2 separate regions of the Mus musculus genome follow, and region 2 is linked to region 1. Evidence: chromatin contacts called from public HiChIP or PLAC-seq data. All regions are on one chromosome and are shown on one strand. The core of a region is the stretch at or near the end of the contact, and the rest is flanking DNA. Distances in the headings are between cores, read along the strand shown.

Evidence for each region. HiChIP or PLAC-seq counts read pairs in DNA pulled down with a chosen protein or histone mark.
Region 2: a contact with region 1 is called in an H3K27ac HiChIP or PLAC-seq map of double positive thymocytes, with 6 times the contacts expected there. The contact joins two enhancer-like sites.

Annotation. Positions count from the first base shown.
Region 1 is chr17:51,874,811-51,878,281 of GRCm38.p6, reverse strand. No RefSeq gene overlaps it. Among named protein-coding and RNA genes, the nearest start is that of Gm20098, 6.2 kb to the left of the region's middle. Within about 2 kb of position 1,626, at least 44 of the 459 cell types and tissues checked have an H3K27ac peak or open chromatin away from gene starts, as enhancers often do. A contact at or near this core is called in double positive thymocytes, where this site is marked.
Region 2 is chr17:52,211,175-52,214,978 of GRCm38.p6, reverse strand. No RefSeq gene overlaps it. Among named protein-coding and RNA genes, the nearest start is that of Gm19585, 64 kb to the right of the region's middle. Within about 2 kb of position 1,833, at least 12 of the 459 cell types and tissues checked have an H3K27ac peak or open chromatin away from gene starts, as enhancers often do. A contact at or near this core is called in double positive thymocytes, where this site is marked.

The DNA.
Region 1 (3,471 bases), core at 377-2,876:
GAAAGAGCTGTTCACCGGGCAGTGGTGGTGCGTGCCTGTAATCCCAGCATTTGGGAGGCAGAGGCAGGTGGATTTCTGAGTTCGAGGCCAGCCTGGTCTACAGAGTGAGTTCCAGGACAGCCAGGACTGCACAGAGAAACCCTGTCCAAAAAAAAAAAAAAAAAAGGAAAGAGCTGTCCGATAGAAATGCAGGGCAAGCCAAATGGGCAGCTTCGAACCTTTCAGTAGCCATATGAAAAAAACAAAGTAAGCCAGGTGTAGTGGCTTATACCTTTGATCATAGCACTCAGGAGGTAGAGGATTGCAGATCTCTGGGACTTCATAGCCAGCCTTAGAATACCTAGTGAGTTCCAGGCCAGTGATTATACACACACACACACATACACACACACACACACATATATATATATATGGAGAGAGACTATTTTTTTAAAAAGTAAGCAGTTTCCTTTTCTGCATCATTATTAATTAATTAATTATTACTTTTTTTTAAGAATAGGAGGAAGGATTACAGCCCATAAGGGGATAGGAACTCCACAGGAACACCAACAGAATCAACTAACCTGGATCCTTAGGGCTCTCAGAAACTAAACCACCAACCAAAAATCATACACAGGCTGGACCTAGGCCTCCCAGCACATATGTGGCAGATGCACTGTTTGGTCTTCGTGTAGGTCCCAAACAGCTGGAAAGGAGACTATCCCCAAAGCTGCTGACTGTCTGTGGGATATGTTCTTTTAGCTGGACTGCTGTGTTTGGTCTCAATGGGAAAGGAAGCATCTCGCCTTGCAGAGACTTGAAGTGCTAAAGTGGGAGGGATACCCACCCAGGGGGGACCCCACCTGCTCAAAGGAAAAGGAGAGAGGGAGAAAGCAGTGGATGGGATGTAAAGTGAATAAGTAGAATAAGTAAAAAAATAAAATAAAAATGAAAAAGTATCAAAGCAAGTTAAACAATTGATTTTATTACTGTTTCTCTTACTCCATTAAATTCAACATATCACATTTCAATGATTATTTGTGATATATTGAATTTTTGACAGTCTTTGAGAGAAGGTATGTATTTTATACTTACAGCATAACTCAATTAGGATACCCCATTCCATCTTGATGTGCATTTCCTAGCATTTATTTACTCTAGCCAAGGATTTTGTAATCATGCTCAAAAGATTTCCATCCACCCTCAGAATAAGGGGTTTTGCTCTGTTTGCTTTTGAGACACGGTAGCATTGGCTGACTTAGAACTCAGTGATCCACCTACCTTACTTCCCAGTGGTGAGATTAAAGGTATGCACTATCTTGCCGAGCAGGATTATTTTATAATGTTGAATTAATTGAAATCAAGTAGGATTGAAAGTGCCATCTCTCAGGCACACCTGTCTTTTCTTATGTGCCCAGTATGTCAGTAGCTACTGTCCCAAGGGAGAACACCTGGGCAGTGGGAAGGTGGGGTAATTACCCACCATGTGGATCAACTGTGAACCATGCATGACAACTGAGCACACACTGAGCTTGCTTTCATACCATTAGAACAAAGTTTCATGCCGGTGGGCAATGGGCGTGTAGGGTGTGGGTGCTTGGTGAGAGAAGCACTTTGCCTATAGAGGTGAACTCTAAGGGATGTGGTCAGAGGAGGCGGGGCTGACTGGCTGCAGTATGAGACAACCCTTTTAGCCTCTGGGCCGCTTTGCCAAGTCTCATCTACTTGAACAGCTAACGCTAACCTTTTGCCTTCCTGGCACTGATGGTTTGGGGAATGGGGAGGGGCTGCCCAGCATCTCCTTTGAAGGCTGCAACAATGTTGCAATTTAAATCCAGTGATTCAGGCGCGCTGCCACATGGACCGTGTACCACTGCTGTCTCTGGTCTTCAGCAGAAGTAGCTAGGTAGCTACGCTCCAACTTGGTCCTGAAGGATGTGGCACATCAGTGTCTCTATGCTGAGTTGAGCTCAAAGTTCAACAGCTGGTTGGTTCTGGTTTTCAGAAGACCAGTTCACTGACAGTTTGATTCTCTTAACTCTTCCCTGAAGCCCCAGATTGACTAAGGCCTATGTCCTAATTGCAGATGGCTGACTCCTCTGGTCACTGGGGCTTAATTGCTTGCCTTGTGGGCGTCCAGATGGCTGATGACTCTGCCCAACCCTACTTTGTCCCTAGGGGCTTGTTGGTCTCAGTTATCTGCTTCTTTCTGGATTGGGTGAGGCTAAGTCCTCGGAATACCAGAGTTTCACCTGCCAGATTAAAATCTCCTATCTTCTCCCTTCTGTCTTGAGTCACCTAACTGGATCTCTTTCCCGGTTCCTGGTTCTACCACTCTATCTCAACTGCACGTAGTCAGGCCTTATAACGCCCCATCCCCCAAAGCCTAAATTAGTGCACGTAAGCTGCTATTATACTTCTTTCTAACTCATTCTGCACTATGAAGTCAGATTCATTTCTTAAAATCCTGTACTTGACATGTCAAAATTTGCTGAAGAAATAATTCATAACTGTCCTACATGGAGTCAGGTGCCAGAGAGACAAAAGAAGCATATGACAATGTTCCTGGCTTCAAGTAGATTTCAAGTGAATTTGAGAGGCAGGATTCATGTGCATGATAGAGTCGGCAGAGAGTGCAGAACAAAGATTCAGATTGGCAAATTTCATCTGTGCAGGGCCAGATAGTAAATATTTTAGTTACTGTGAGCCATATATTCTGTGTTGTCGCTATCAGCTTTGTTGTAGCGCCACGGCTACAGGCAGTTCATAAATGAATGGTGTGGTTGCGTTTCAATTAAACTTTATTGGACAATGAGGGGGGTCACTAAAATCTGAATTTTATATAATTGAAGCATACCATAAATATTACTCTTCTTCTGATCTTTTCCAGTCATTTAAAAGTGTAAGCATTATTCTTAGCTTGCAGGCCATACAAAAACAGGCAGTGGGCCAGGATTTGTTTGGCTTTCATAGTTTCCCAACTCTTGGTGTAGAATATAATTTAGTACTTAATAGGGGAGTTCAGATCCAGTGATTCGGATGTAAGGGGGGAGAATGGCTGTCTGTCTGCTTATATACCATGATACGGGATAATAAGACAGAAGTGAGATGCCATTAAGGTTCCTCCACAGGAGAATCGGACTGGAACCCTGGTTTAAAAGCTAGAAAGATTTTGGAGAATGGAAGAAAGGGTGTGTCAGGTCACCAGTAGCACAGTCTAAGAGATGAGCCCCGTGTTGAAGCTAACCAGGAGTGAGATTAACCGAACAAAATAAATGGTTATGTTATCTATCTGTCTAGTAAGTAATGGAGAGAAATGTGGCCATGAGGTACATAGATAAAATGACTCTTTGTTCTGCTCTCTCCTTGGACACAGAGAGAGAGAGAGAGAGAGAGAGAGTGTGTGTGTGTGTGTGTGTATTCATGGAAGCCAAGCCAAAGTTGACCTTCCAGTGTCATTCATCAGGTGCCATCCACCTTGCCTTTTTTTTT
Region 2 (3,804 bases), core at 584-3,083, 340 kb before region 1:
TGCTGGAACCTGAAGATGTACCTTAGAGCACACTATGAAGGGAATCCTTGAGCTATTCTGAGGTCAGTGGTAGAGATCTGAATCCAAGTTTGTATTTCCCATACTCACTTCAACTATAGTTACCACTTGGGCCTGTTTTAAATATATGTCTCATGACACATAAGTTGCACATGTGATTAAGTGGTTTTGTTGCATTTTTCTCACTATTTCCTAAACTCCTGGTTTAGCTCAACCCTCTCATTAAAAAAAAAAATACAAAAACAAACAAACAAAAAAAAAACCAACAACAAAAAAAAACAACCCTCGACCTGTGTCACTCATTGAAATGATAGCATCCTTCCCACTTCAGCTTCCTGCCTTTCTAGGGGTCACCACTGTGAGTACCAAGCTCACTCATGATTGTTGTTGTGCATTGTGTCAACGGCTCTGCAATCAGCCAAGGGCATTGTGCCGAGAAGCCATCAATTATCCCGGGTAGTCAATGAGAGTTTGCTGTTGTGAAGGGACTCAATTGAAGATAATCCATAAAAAATCAATTACATTATTATTTCTTAATTAGAGCACTTGACAATATAGCTTTCCTCAGCAAAGCCATCAGTAAATAAGCACATAAATACACATAAATAAACGCTGCTTCTGTCCCGCAGAGCTTCTCGATAAGTTCACAGTGACCTTTATCACCAAACATTTGCCAGACAAGAATGTCTGCATATTTAAGAAAATTCCCAAGCTGTTTTCCCCTATCAGACAGAAAAATGAGTCCATCACAAGTGTCTATAATAATAGCAATATTATGTTGCTGGATGATTAAAAGATCACTTAATACTTATGTACTTCTCTCCAGTTTATGAAGCGGGTTCCTCTTTGAAGCAATGGTGAGTCCAACATTCCGCTGAAATAAGTTAGATATGCTTGTCTACCAGCAACCAGTGAGGTTGGAGCACATGACATGAGACCATTTTAGCAACCTCCTCCATTCATTCTTATCCCATTTCAAATGCATTTCTTCTTGCCCTCCAGGTGATGGGTCCTTTTGTAACCTTAAGAAAGTCCTTTTGACTCAGTATTGGTCTGTATTCATCCAATTACTATTTATTAAATGTCTGTATATGTGGTGGACTCTATAGGAATGAATTGCTGATGTGCAGTTTACATTCTAATAGATAGAAAATCATAACACAATAAGCCTCAGTGCTCTACAGCCTCTGGATACATTGAATAGAATGTCCTACTCGTTCTTATGAAAGAGACGAAAGCTTTTAACATGAATTGCTAGCTAAGCTGAAACTGGAGTAACAAATGGGACTATACAAGACCAAGACAGAGGAAAATACTGTGTGTGAAGGCCTGGAAGTAAGAGATACTGTGGGTGGGGGGGGATTAAATGGATGAAGAAGGGTAGAAAAAAGGGAGGAGGGAGAGATAGAGAGTGGGGAAATAAAATAAATTTTAAAAAGCCATTGGAGGAAATGCATTCTAGTCAAACTAAAATAGATGTAAGTTCTGGGAGGGGAAGAAAGGAGGAACAGAAAATATTACCCAAGGCTAGGAAAGCATGAGCCAGAACAGCGGGCTCAGAACTGGGCTAAGGAAAACAGAGGCATGAAAAGATTTTGTTCTCAGAGTAAACTCCATTTCAGCTCTGCCATAGGGTAAGCCGTTTCCCACACAACAGTGTTCTGTCTAAACTAGGGATCTCCATTCTTCATCTTTACCCATCTTAAGATACCAGTGGCTCCCTGTCTTAGCTGTAGTAGCACCCCAGCTCCTCACCACAGAGTCTCTGTGACCTTTCTCTGTTCTCAGCTCAGAGTGTTCCACCTTGTTTGTTTTGCACACTTTTATCAAGTAGTTGTTGTCCACAGGTGTGCTGAATTTCTTCCTGCTTCAGGAAGTGTGAGCTTGATGCCCTCGCCTTTTGAAAAGCCCTTTCTGAGGTCTTAACACAGCAGACTTAGCACAACTGTCAACCAGCACATCTTCTCAGAGAGATCTGCTACCAGTCTTCTTCAAGACTTTCTAAAGATCAGCCTGTTCTTTTCTGGAATGCTGTTCCATCATATTTTCTTCAAAGCTGTATTATTTTGAGAGACAGGGAAAGCTCGCCGACACCTAGGTTGCTGTGCAGAGTGCCCACAAATGACAGAATTGCTTTTCTCCCTCATGACAGTCCAACTCGTGTGTTCCAGACTGAAGGTGCTTCTGTGCAATACTGCCACCTCTCCCTAAAGATTGTCTCCAGGACCTGTCAGGAATAAAGACACTTGGCTTAGAAGTGGCTCAAGACAATTTTGTTTACTTTACATTCTATTGGGTATATCATTCCCATGATCAGGCACCCAACTGTACGGCTTTGGGGTATTTCTCTGTAGAGACACTTCTCAGCCACAGTGGCACTGTGCAAGGCAAGCCTGGCATTGTTGAGTGGATAGTCACCTCTGACACAAAAGGGTAGTCATAGCTAAATGAATTCTAACTATTTTTCAATCCACTTATATAAATGTATAAATGCCAGAAGTAATGGTATTTTGATTTCCCTGTCAGAAGTTGAGCTCAGCTTGATAACACCAAAAAGGTTTTCTATTATGGTCAACACTATGCATGGCCACATGTCTTAGAGTACGTAGGTTCTGGAAGAGTAGATAATATTTATTGTAGAAAAATGTTTATAAAAATGCTGGAATTATGCTTGGTTTAGATAAGCCAGAGACATGGCTGTCTTATGATGAAGAGGATATGTAAGTTTTAGAATAGGGTTTCTCAAAGTGCTCTCAGCCCTGACATTTCATGTGCCTCCTTTTCTTTTTGCAGTGTGAGGAAGTAAGGACATGATCCTGGCAGGGGAGGGGGTGGTGAGTGGATAGTGGGCACTAGAGGAGCCTTCTGTTAAATTCCTTACCCAGAGGAACTTTGCATTAAGTGGTTTACTCTCCCATAATTTGGCTTAAGCTGACCACTCCTTGCCTTCAATCTCTCTCTGTGTCTCTCTCTGTGTCTCTCTCTCTCTCTGTCTCTCTCTCTGTCTCTCTGTCTCTCTGTCTCTCTGTCTCTTTCTGTGTCTCTCTCTGTGTCTCTGTCTCTGTCTCTGTCTCTCTCTCTCTCTCTCTCTCTCTCTCTCTCTCTCTCTCATCACATTGTCATGCTATATTACTCAGGCTGGACTCAAACTCACAAACTCAGCCTCCTGGGTGCTGAGATGCATGGGTGTAACACCATGTCCAACTATAGCATATTTCCAAGCTTGGGTTGGTCTTTGTGAATCAGCTGATGTTAGTAGGCAAGTGATCAGTTCTACAGAGCTCTTGTTCTGGCTCTCCTGGGTCAGGCAAACCAGCAGGACATAACAAGGAAGGCCTTTCTGCTATTCATCAAAAGGCACTTCTTAATTGGTCTGGTGATCAAACTGAGATCCTCAACTTAGCAACAGTTCTGCTATCTGATGGATTGATGGATTAGTATCTAGGAAGGGATCAACAAATAGTCACTGATTAACTTTGGATTTCAAATATCAATGATAATTCAAACATTTAAATAGTTAAAATAAATAAATAAATAAAATGAAAGCTCTAGCCCAGGTAGTTGCTGAGTGTGTGGACAGTTCAGCAAACTGCCATTTCTTCAAAATGCATGTGTGGTCCAGGGTGTTGGTGCTCTGCAGCATGAATCAAGCAAAGGAAACTGACCAAACCCTTTACCAAGACCCATCTGTGCTTGAGTCTTTGGGTGAAAGTACCCTTGTGGACTACCTCCTCCCTCTTTAACCAAATAGTAGTTTAATAATTTCTTGAGACTATTAGACTGTGT